4 separate regions of the Sus scrofa genome follow, and all the other regions are linked to region 1. A link is a contact called in public Hi-C and HiChIP or PLAC-seq data. All regions are on one chromosome and are shown on one strand. The core of a region is the stretch at or near the end of the contact, and the rest is flanking DNA. Distances in the headings are between cores, read along the strand shown.

What was found. Hi-C and Micro-C count contacts between places; a contact is called where the count stands out from the background. HiChIP or PLAC-seq counts read pairs in DNA pulled down with a chosen protein or histone mark.
Region 2: an H3K27ac HiChIP or PLAC-seq map of skeletal muscle shows a contact between it and region 1, with 8 times the contacts expected there. The contact joins the promoter of TMSB4X here to the enhancer-like site in region 1. A contact is called at or near these places in 10 of 47 Hi-C or Micro-C datasets (alveolar macrophages, embryonic fibroblasts, heart right ventricle and 6 more) and 2 of 2 datasets of contacts at active chromatin or transcription factors (alveolar macrophages and skeletal muscle).
Region 3: an H3K27ac HiChIP or PLAC-seq map of skeletal muscle shows a contact between it and region 1, with 5 times the contacts expected there. The contact joins two enhancer-like sites. A contact is called at or near these places in 7 of 47 Hi-C or Micro-C datasets (heart right ventricle, mesenteric adipose tissue, omental adipose tissue and 3 more) and 1 of 2 datasets of contacts at active chromatin or transcription factors (skeletal muscle).
Region 4: a Hi-C map of retroperitoneal adipose tissue shows a contact between it and region 1, with 1.9 times the contacts expected there. The contact joins two enhancer-like sites. A contact is called at or near these places in 8 of 47 Hi-C or Micro-C datasets (alveolar macrophages, blood, embryonic fibroblasts and 3 more) and 1 of 2 datasets of contacts at active chromatin or transcription factors (skeletal muscle).

The regions. Positions count from the first base shown.
Region 1 is chrX:9,862,103-9,864,943 of Sscrofa11.1, forward strand. All of the region lies in intron 2 of LOC110257721 (a long non-coding RNA gene), which reads left to right. Among named protein-coding and RNA genes, the nearest start is that of TMSB4X, 210 kb to the left of the region's middle. Within about 2 kb of position 1,434, at least 25 of the 83 cell types and tissues checked have an H3K27ac peak or open chromatin away from gene starts, as enhancers often do. A contact at or near this core is called in omental adipose tissue, retroperitoneal adipose tissue, skeletal muscle and 1 more, where this site is marked.
Region 2 is chrX:9,649,387-9,652,086 of Sscrofa11.1, forward strand. It overlaps TMSB4X (thymosin beta 4, X-linked), which reads left to right and starts at 1,340. Exons shown (of 2, transcript NM_001044555.1): 1 at 1,340-1,439; 2 at 1,847-1,881. The coding sequence starts at 1,340. The coding sequence ends at 1,881. It overlaps LOC100511794 (a long non-coding RNA gene), which reads right to left and starts at 17. Exons shown (of 3, transcript XR_002340577.1): 1 at 1-17.
Region 3 is chrX:9,706,483-9,709,344 of Sscrofa11.1, forward strand. The region is part of intron 2 of LOC106506896 (a long non-coding RNA gene); the gene reads left to right. Among named protein-coding and RNA genes, the nearest start is that of TMSB4X, 57 kb to the left of the region's middle. Within about 2 kb of position 1,284, at least 28 of the 83 cell types and tissues checked have an H3K27ac peak or open chromatin away from gene starts, as enhancers often do. A contact at or near this core is called in omental adipose tissue, skeletal muscle and subcutaneous adipose tissue, where this site is marked.
Region 4 is chrX:10,032,297-10,034,996 of Sscrofa11.1, forward strand. No RefSeq gene overlaps it. Among named protein-coding and RNA genes, the nearest start is that of EGFL6, 180 kb to the right of the region's middle. Within about 2 kb of position 1,410, at least 12 of the 83 cell types and tissues checked have an H3K27ac peak or open chromatin away from gene starts, as enhancers often do. A contact at or near this core is called in retroperitoneal adipose tissue, where this site is marked.

The DNA of each region.
Region 1 (2,841 bases), core at 184-2,683:
ATGTTCATCTTCTGAAAAAAGCTAATAACTAAGATTTGCTGTTTCTTTTTTTTTTTTTTTTTTTTCCCACTGTACAGCAAGGGGGTCAGGTTATCCTTACAGATTTGCTGTTTCTTAATGAGAGGCCAACAGGAGTTCGGCTAACTTGAGAAGGCTACTTCTTCATCTGCTTGATGGTCCTTATTCAGTGTATCCTATTCTTCGTAGTTTTCAGGATTCCTGGGTCTATCTCTGGCCTTTACTGATGGCCCAGTGTAGTTCTTCCTTTCAGAATTTGTGTGGACAGTTTCTCCTCCCTGTGAATCTGTTACTGCCCAAACCACCCCCTTTCAGCCATCAGAGCTGTGCCACATACCAGGATCCTGGGGAGAGATGTATGCCCCGAGTTAAGAAATGTTATTTCCTTGGTTGTCACCGTAAACTTTCTAGACTTTCCAGTAATTCATCAGTAATTTATGGCTCTCGGTTCCCAAAGTCCGTTTTGCTGGTGAATTCTTGGTATTTCTTTGAATCATTCACTTTCACTCATCCTCCCTTCAGGCTCATTTCAACATTCAGAGGGGGGATCAGACCCATCTTGCAGCTATCTGAAGTTGTCAGTCTAATTCCATCCCGAAACTGAATTAGCTACCGTAATTGTCCCGAGGGCAGCTTCAGTTTGCTTTGGATCAGTTAAAGGAGTCTCACATCTAGAATCTTTTTTTTTTTTTTTTTGGTCTTTTGGCACCAAAGACATGTGGCATATGGAAGTTGCCAGGCTAGGGGTCCAATCAGAGCTGTAGCCACCGGCCAACACCACAGCAGGATCCGAGCCACATCTGTGACCTACACCACAGCCACAGCAACGCCGGATCCTTAACCCACTGAGAGAGGCCAGGGATGGAACCCGCAACCTCACGGTTCCTAGTTGGATTCATTAACCCCTGCACCACGGCGGGAACTCTGAGGTGGGATTTCTTTAATTTGGTCATTCACGTGGATTTTCTAAAAGACCTTAAATACCACCAGAACCAAAAGCCGCATGTTCCAGGAGAATAAATACACACACACACACACACACACACACACACACACACACACACACAGAGTCACAGTCACACTCACACACAAATAAGTCCCAGGACAGTATCCCTGCATGAGAAAGGGATTACGTTAGTGAAACACTAAACCAAACATCGCTGTCCATTTGCTCATTCTTCTTAGGATTAAACTGAAAGCTGTTTATCTGCTCTTAGTTGCACGGGGACATGTCTTGGCTTTCCTATCGAAATAAATTCTTGGCACAGTTTCATTGTTAGGGATACAGGAGCCAAGACCAAAAAAAAAAAAGTTCTTAAGAAGTATACAAAAATTATGGTCCTCAGATCTTTATCTATCCTGATGTTTTGAAAACTTGCTTTAAGAGAAATGACATAGGCCTGCGGTAGAAGGACAGGAAGGAAGGGGAGGCTGCGAGAACAGCCAGGAAGCTGGAACTAGCAGCTGTTCTGTTTTTCAGAGCAGGGGGAATAAAATTAGACAAGAGTTACAAATACACAAGTCTAAAGTAATAGCACGTCTCAGCGGGTCAGGGTGGTGGCCAGTCCATTTGCTTGTGGGTAAAGGACAATGGACATTAGTTCATGCAAAGTTCATAAAGACAGAGTTCCCTGGTGGCACAGCAGGTTAAGGACCCAGCATTGTCAGTGCTGTGGCTCTGGTCACTGCTGTGGCATGGGGTTTGATCCCTGGCCCAGAAACTTCCACGTGCCATGGGCGCAGCCAAAAAATAAATAAAAAGTTTAGAAAGAGGACTAGAGGGAACGTGGTGTGATCTCTCACACAGTCTTCCTGCTGCAGGTGTGTGGAAAGCCTGCTGAGGTTCGGCCCACCTCCATCTCAGTTGATTTCCCCTCAACTTAAGGGACCAAATACCATTTCTTTTCATGTCTGCTTTGCAACGTGAAACCAAGTCTGTAAACCAACTAATGGAAAAAATAAAAATCATTAAAAAAAAATTAAAGCAAAAAAATGAAACCTGATGACAACAGCTCCGAATCATAGGCCACAGGACAACTTTTCATGCCTGAGTGACACTCCCACCTGGGCTAATCTTTATGCAAAAGTGTTCTTTTATGCCTTCGTCCTTGGCTTTTGCTCCAAACCCAACCAGCATAAACTACACAACACGGCTCTCTGTTTTTACTTCGCTTTTTAAAATCAGGGTAAAAGAAACAGTCATCGGAGACATTTGTTTATTCAGTGTAGACTTCACAAGTGTGTGTGCCCTTGTGGGTTCGCTTGATCTCCCTCCCCCGCACCCCCTACCCCCGGGCCAGTTGTTGCCCAAATTGCAGTGCGAAGAGTAGGCCTTAATGGGGAAAAATTACTACTAAAGAGTCCTTGGGTAAATTCTTTTTCACAACCCAATGGGTAAAATGCTTGGTCTGCATTAAAATCACTTAAGTCACTTAACGAAATTATTGAGACCATGATATATACACTAGACACCATTCTAGGCACTGTGTACAAGTCAGGAAATGAAATAGACCTAAACCCCGCCCTCGTGAAACTTACATTCTAGTAGCGATGCAGGAAAAAAAAGGAAAGACGGGAAAAGGGTAGAGAAGGACAGGGGTCCTGATGATCACGCAATTTTATTGAGGTCAATCCATGGAGGTGATGTTTGCAGAGATGTTTGAGCAAAGAGTGGAGGAAGGGATCTCAGCAGATGTTGGGGGGAGAGCATTCTTGGAAGGTGAAGTAGCAGGTGCCAAGGCCATGGAGCGAAAGCCTGCCCTGGCACGATGGCAGAGCTGCATGGATGCCAGGCCCACTGCAGGGAGTCAGTGGGAGGGTGGG
Region 2 (2,700 bases), core at 90-2,589, 210 kb before region 1:
GGTGGCGCCCCCTCCCCCGGGCCCAGCCCCCCTCCCCCTCAACGCCAGGCAGGGCCCGGACGCCGTTCCGCCGTTCCGGGGACCCGGCGCGAAGGGGTTAAGCGGGCCGGCGGGTGACATCACCTCATTTACATAGGAGCGCGCATATAGCGACAGCCACTGCGCCCCGCCCGGCACTCGGCGGCGGCCACTGCGTAGACCGGATTCCTCTCGCTCGCGCCTCGCTCCGGTGAGCCCCGGGGCCCCTGCCTCCTGCCCTCCGCTCCCCTTCCTGCCCCGCGCCCGCTCTCCCCGCCAGCATCCCCACAGCCGAGCCTGAGTCGTCCTCCCGGGAAAAGGCTGCTTTGGGGAGCTTGGGGATGCCAAACCCTTCCAGATGCTGGGTAGCCGGGTCGGGAACTCGGTGATTTTTTTTCTTTTTTTTAAGTGAAAACTGGCGTTTTGCTATGCAGCTTCGAAGGGAACATTTTTTCCCTTCCCCCAAAGGCGTTCTGCCTTGCCTCTTAGGCGGGTGATTAATAGGAACAGAAAGATCCTTTGTTCCAGCTCACACCCACCCAAGCGCGGGGCTTCGCAATCCCGTTTTGCCTCCAGCCCCGTGGGCTGCATCTGTTGGGGTTTAAGGCGGCTGGAGGCTGTGCTGTGAAATGTTGCAAAGGTCCTTCTCGCAGGGCAATGTGTGCGGTGCAGCCGAATGGCTCTGAAATGCAGATCAGGGTTGATCCAGAGGGTGCGGGGGCAGCTTTGTGCGCGGCTGGCTGCATTGTTGAGCGAGAGAGGGAGGAAGCGGGTAGGGCGGTGGTCGGCGGCGCCCGGCAGCAGCTGCCGCCTTTGTGACTAGAGAAGAAAGCAGGGCAGCCCGCATCTTTGGGAGAGAGGCCGTGGATAGAAAATGGAAACGCTTTGTGCCACCGTGGCTTCATTTTAAGAAGTTTTACTCGATTTTCTTGCCCTTAAACGCCAAACGGCTACGCTCTTCTCTGAAGTTGAAACGCTGCAGTTAACGAGCCACAAGGCTTAATTTCATTGTTCCGAAAGAGACAGCCTCCAAATGTGAGAGTTTATCTCACCTTAGAAGAGCCTCGGCTCGGTCCCCGGCCTTTTGAAATACTCAAAGGAGGTGGGGCGGGGGGGGGAGGCTTCTTTTTTTTTTTTTTTTTCTCTGTAGAAAGAGGAAGATCTTTTTTAGCCCAGAGTGAAAGCGGAAGGAGGCTGAGTTGGGGTTTCAGGCGGGAGAGGCAAGGGCAGAAGCGCATTTCTGGGCCCGGAGAGCCGAGGGTGGGTGGCTCGCCGTCAACCTCCCTCTTGGCTTTGTACCTTTGCAGCGTCCTCTGCAACCATGTCTGACAAACCCGATATGGCTGAGATTGAGAAATTCGATAAGTCGAAATTGAAGAAGACAGAAACGCAAGAGAAAAATCCACTGCCTTCAAAAGAAAGTAAGCAAGCCCCCCCCACCCCCTTTAAGAAAAAGCCAGGGCGGGGCGGGTAGGAGAGCTTGGGAGGGGCTGGGAGAAGAATTGGGGTGGGGGGCGGGGTGTGCGGGGGAGGAGCCCACAGGTTTTTGATGAATATGGCTTGGAAAGGTTAATTTAAAAGCGTTTTGCAGCCAACAAACACAGGGGTTTAATAATTTCCTAATGGAATGTGTAACAGACCATATTTACACATGTTCAGGTTCATGCACATATCGCATGATGGGCTGCCTCAGTTGTCCTTGGAGAATTTTTGTGATAAAGATGTTTTAAAACGAAAGTACGGGACTCCTATCCTAGGCTATACTGAATTCGCCTCGTCAGCCTCCTCCATCTTCTTTTTCTTTTTGTCTTTTTCTTTCCGGTCACAGCGATTGAACAGGAGAAGCAAGCAGGCGAGTCGTAATGAGGCGCGCGCCGCCAGTATGCACTGTACATTCCACAAGCATTGCCTTCTTATTTTACTTCTTTTAGCTGTTTAACTTTGTAAGATGCAAAGAGGTTGGATCAAGTTTAAATGACTGTGCTGCCCCTTTTCACATCAAAGAATGGCGAACTACTGACACGAAGGCCGCGCCTGCCTCTCCCATCTGCCTGGGTGGCTGGCAGGGAAGGAAAAGAACTTGCATGTTGGTGAAGGAGGAAGCTGGGTGGAATTTAGAGTAAAAAGCGAGCTGGTCCAAGGTGTCCTGCGGGCTGTAAAATGCAGTTTAATCAGAGTGCCATTTTTTTTTGTTCAAATGATTTTAATTATTGGAATGCACAATTTTTTTAATATGCAAATAAAAAGTTTAAAACGTGGCTGGTGTGATGGTCTGGTCTCTGAAAGGAGCGGCTTCCTCAGAGGAAACCTTGGCAAAAGGGCCAAAAGAGTGGGTGCGCTGGGAAGCAGGAGGTGACAGACATCTGGTAATTTGGGTAAATTCTCCGGAGACACAAATGGGTTTCATCCAGGTTTGAAATACCTCGCGTCTATGCTAGACACAAATGGGTTTCATCCAGGTTTAAAATACCTCTCGTCTATGCTAGACACAAATGGGTTTCATCCAGGTTTGAAATACCTCGCGTCTATGCTAGGTAACCGGGAGATGGGGTTTTTTTTTTTTTTTTTTTTTTTTGGTTTTTTTGTATTTTTTTTTAGGCTGATGGAATTCTTACTATCCAGAGTTGAATGAAAATTTTGATAAACATAAATTTGCAGTTCTTTTTAAAAAAGGGTTAAGCC
Region 3 (2,862 bases), core at 34-2,533, 160 kb before region 1:
TCCTCTGCCCAAGGGTCTCTTTGTTTCATCAGTTCAACTCTAAGTCCCAAGTATTATTCTAGGTGCTGGTGATAGAGAAATAGGGGAAACAGACCTGAATCCCAGCTCTCCTGACTTTATATTCCAATGAAAGGAGATGGACATTTTGCATTTTTTAGCTTTACTGAGGAGCAGTCAATTCTCCTGATCACTTTGATTCTCATGCTCCTTTTCTTTTTTTTAATGATTTTTATTTTTTTCCATTATAGTTGGTTTACAGTGTTCTGTCAATTTCTGCTGTACAGCAAAGTGACCCAGTCACATATATATATATATTCTTTTTCTCACATTATCCTCCATCATGTTCCATCACAAGTGATTAGATATAGTTCCCTGTGCTCATTCCTTTTTTAAACAATAAACACAGTGAAATATTTTAGGAGAACCCTGATGGCTCAGCAGTTTAAGGATCTGGCATTGTGACTGCTGTGGCACAGATTTGATCCCTGGCCCTGGGAACTTGCACATGCTGCAGGTGTGGTCCTCACCCCCCCCCCAAAAAAAAAAGAAAAGAAAAATTATAGTATGTTACCATGTGCCCTTTAGAAATAATAGAACAAAGTAAAAGGTCATCAGATGCCATCCTAACAGTGCAGCCCATACTGGGACCGGCTTCCATAAACTGAGGAGGATAAAGACTTTGGTGTGGTTTCTCTCAGTCAGACTCAACAAGATCCCGTGAAAATCGACTCTCCAATAGGGCTTAAAAACAACAACAAAAAAACCCCACACAACCCCCCAAGGCTACCATGAATGGCCAGGAGTCACAAAATGAGGTGATCTTTCCCTTGGAACTGCCCACAGATATTAAGCTTTTGTGTCCACCTGTTGGAGAAGCCGGGAGGGGGGGAAGAGGTGCATGATGGGAATCAGGTCAGAGAGTTTTAATTGGGGAGAACACCCTCCCGAAGCTCCAAATTGGTTACATTATGGGAGTGAATGTCCCCATTTCCGTTCCAAATGTAAACGTCCACCCAGGAATGCATGTGCTTCGTTTCTCTGGTTTTGGGAGAAGGGAGCCAAGGTAAACTGAAAGATCGGCCACGCCAAAGTGTCTGGCTCAAAAACGGGTGGAACGGATACCCCAGGCCACAACCAAAGAATGCGGCACTGTTTCCCCAGCTGCAGAAACGTTTTGGCATTTAAGCTGAGGAAGTTTAAGGGAGAGATGTAAGGAGAGAGCTGTGTAACCAGAGGACGAGAACCTTCTTTGTCCGCCTCCGGCACTTTTACTCCAGCGCCATCTGGCACCCGTCCAAGGTAGCCTGAACTTTCTGAGAAACTTGATTTCCTGTTCACACTGCCTCTGGACTGGAGGGCTGGGGTGACCAAGGCGGAGGAGTGGAATGGGGCTGCGGGTTAGCTTAAAAGCAGGGGGTGGGAACTCTCTGCTCCCACACGCTTAGCAAAACTCCCAGCAGCAACTGTAAAAATAAAACTTTGAGCTCTAGAAGCTTTAGTTCTTTCAACACTGAACTTCACTCATGAGATAAGGATCTTTTGGGAAGACAAGATTTTTGGTTTAGTTTTGTTTCAGGGTCTTTTAAAACAGAACACTACGAACTTCTTAAAACCCGCGCGGGGGGGGGGGGGGGGCTTACCATCACCTAGTTCCCCTCTTCTGTTTTACAAAAGAAGCCAGACAGAAGTGAGAGCTGTTAAGTGACATTGGCAAGGGGATGGGTACCCAGGGTCTATACTTCCTGACTCTGAATGTGGTGGAGTTTCCTCTGTGGATTACAGAAAAGTGCAAGTTCAAATACCAGGCCTTGGTGAATTTTACTATATGTAAGTTATACCTCACCCCCTAACTTAAAAAAGTGGGTGTTACCCAGGCCTCCCCTTGAACTTGAGTCTGCTAGATTCCAGAGCCCAGGTATTCCTGCGTTTTGCCTCTCAGTAGCATTGCTGTCGGCACTGTGAATGCGTAGTCCTTTCGTGGTTTGTGTTTGAGGAGGAAGCTGAGGGCTGACGAGCTTTCCAGGATGAAGGCATTAACCATGGCACTTGGAAAGAAAAGCTTGCTGAGTCCTGAGTGGGACAGGTCAAGAGCTGGGTGAATTTCACTTCCCCATGAAATTAATCACTCTTCGCCTAGAGGGGCAGTTATATCCCGGCCAGTTTCTGCTTGGAGTTCAGGATAGAAAAACAAAACAGCGGCTGGCCCTGTGATGGGAAAGGGACATTTGGTATTCTTGTTAACTTCCTGGCTAATTACAAAGTGTTAATGACATTCAAAGGAAACTTGCCTCCTTCGATGATCTACAAATAAGGAAGGGCAACAGAAGGTGAGCCAAAGAAAAGACAAGGACCTCCAGGGAAGTGCAGAGCAAAACCAATCAGCCTTGATAATCACAGGAGAGAAAAGCATCCTAATTTACAAAGGAAGTAGACACCCCAGTAACTCGGAAAATCTGCACAGACTAGGTGGGACTGAGAGCCCTTAAACCAACCCTAGCTGCTCTTCAAACCTTAAGGATTTGTTATTGCAAACCGCTTCTCAAACAGTACCTCATGGGATAAGGTACCTCTTTTCTAACATCCATCGTAAAAGCATAAACATACAGTCCAAATAATGTGTGTTAAGAAGAGTTAGGAAACAAGTAGAGAACAGAGACCACAAAGATTTTTAACTTTGGTAACAGAAAACATTTGTTTTTTAAATTGGAGTATAGTTGGCTTACAATGTTGTGTTAGTTTCAGGTGTACAGCAAAGTGAATCAGTCATACATATACATATATCCATTCTTTTTCCCCATATAGGTTATTACAAACTACCGAATAGATTTTCCTGTGCTCTACAGGAGGTTCTTGTTAATCATC
Region 4 (2,700 bases), core at 160-2,659, 170 kb after region 1:
ACAGAGGAACCTATCCACGAAATAGAGTCAGACTCATAGACACGGAGAACAGACCTGTGGTTGCCAAGGGGAAAGGGGAGGAAGTGGGATGGACGGGGACTTTGGGGTGAGCAGATGCTAACTCTTATATTTAGAATAGATGAGCAACCAGGTCCTACTGTACAGCACAGGCAACTATATCCAGTCTCTTGGGATACAACATGATAGAATATAATATGAGAAAAATAATATATGTATGAATATATATGTGTGTGTGTCTGTGAGTGGGTCACTTTGCTGTACGGCAGAAATTGACACAACATTGTAAATCAGCTATACTTCAAAAAAAAAAAAGGGATTCTGGGAAAAACAAACAGCAAAGGAGTCTTTTAACTTGTAGAGTGTATTCTTTAGAAATGGGTGCCAAAGTCATGCTAAAGGTCCTCACTTGCCAGGATCCTGCAAACCCAAAGCAAATCTTGTGCACTTCTGCTGTTGGTAGGGGCAGGAGGGCAGGGGAATGGCTCAGACAAAGCATGGCTCCTTTGGCTTCATGTGTTTGAAACATTCTTCAGGTCCAACTACAAATGAGTCAGCACAGTTTTATGGAACAGCCAAGGAGAGGATGCTTTCTTGAGGAGACTATTTATTCGGTTGCTACATAATACTGTAGATAAATTAGGAGTCAGTATGAGTGAAATTATTTGGAAAAAGTGATAGCAGCTTGAACGCTTCACCCACCCGTGACCTAATGAGAAACAGTAGAGTTCCATGTAACTCATTATTTTGAGGGAGAGTAAGAAAGTGACATCAGTTGAAATGTTATTATAAAATCTCTGACTATGTTGGCCCCAATAGCAGCCTTATAAGGTCAAGATTTAGCAAAAGCAAATTGGTTCAAAATTTCCAAAACCCTTGACATTTAAAGGAGCAAAACAAGTCCAGTGTGGCTCCCAGTATGTTAGCAGGTGCATCACGAGCAAAATTTAGCCAAAGTATAAATGAATATGGCATAGAAACATCCTTCCTCATCTTCTAAATGTCTCCCCATCTGGCAAAATGACCAGGGTGGAGGGGGGGTGTTTTCAATATGCTCAAGATTCAGACTGAGTTTATAGTGATTATTTGTGCGTGTCTGGTCTCTGAAATCTACCTCCTGACCTGTCATGCCCTTGAGTGGTTGGCTTCTTAGGGTGTTTCTTCTCTCTCCTTGGCCATCCATTCCTCCAACTCTACTGGACCATTGCCATTAGCACACACACATACACACACTTTGATGTAATTCTCACCAGTTTCAAACAATTATCAACTCATGGCCAGCTTGATTTCAGCCATGACCTTTCCTCAGAACTATTTTTAAGCATTTTCCCATCATCGTTGTAATCCATAAATCATTAAGTATTTCCCCAAAAAAAATCATTTAAAAAGATAAAACCCTAATACCATCATCTCACCTAAAAATGTTAGCATCTTTAACGGTCTATTTCTTAGAACTAGAAACTCTACTAGGAGCCAACCAACCAGAGACTAAGATCACCTGGTTCTTTTCCTGACCATTTGCTTGGAGAGCATCACATGTCCACCCAAGAGAGCCTGGCTCTGTTTACTCCACCCCTAGCAGCAGCATGGCATTTGGGAATGAGAGATGACAATGGAAATGTCATCCCTCTAGATCGCTACAGTCTGGAAACACTGGTTTCAAAAGGTGGGTTTCGAGGTGATTTTCGTTTTTGAGAGGATATATGCTGATCACTTTTTAAATGAGAGTGCTTACAACAAAAAACATTCCCTTGAACATGGGCTTTGCAGATTCAAGAAAATGGAACTTTGTGGGTGAGACTGGCTACATGGAAGTTTCCTGGCTTAGAGCAAAAAGAAAGCAAGTCAACCTGTGAAAACCTTCACAGGATTACAAGTTCCTCCCAAGCCCAGCTGGTATCACTATTATCTTTTGTAAACCAGAGAACTCAGTATTAAAAGATGTTGCATTTCCTTTCTCCGTATTGCTGACTGGAAATAAACAGACTGCCGAATATTTCTCCAGGAAATAGGGGTTTACTTGGGATCAGCAGAGAATTGCCATTCCCTGTCTGCAGCCTTGGTCATGGCAAAGGGAAAATGCTTTTATAGAGGGGCAAGCACTTTTCAGGGTCTGAGTCCTTGCTAGGAAAGAAGAGGGAGCTTTTTCTTTTTATTTATTTATTTATTTATTTTCCCACTGTACAGCAAGGGGGTCGGGTTATCCTTACATGTATACATTGCAATTACATTTTTCCCCCACCCTTTCTTCTGTTGCAACATGAGTATCTAGACATAGTTCTCAATGGCTTTTTCTTTCCCTTGTTCTCTGCTATCCTGGAAGGGCCCGAGAGCTCCCCCTTCTGGACTCCTCACTCTATTTAATTCAGGTTTTTGTATAAATATATTTTTTACATCAATTCTGTTTGCTTCTTGAAGAGTGTGATGAAGCCATACCAGGGAGCAACAAGCTAAAAAAAAAAAAAAATCATTTGTCTTGGAAAAAAGAAAGGGTGGTAAAGGAAGGCCTCAGGCCCCGAACTACCACAATTAAATAGAAATCAGGAGTTCCCACTGTGGTTCAGCAGGTTAAGGACCCCACCTAGTCTCCATGAGGATGCGTGTTGATCCCTGGCCTCGCTCAGTTCGTTAAGGATCCAGCATTGCTGCAAGCTGTGGCGTAGGTCACAGATGCGGCTCGGA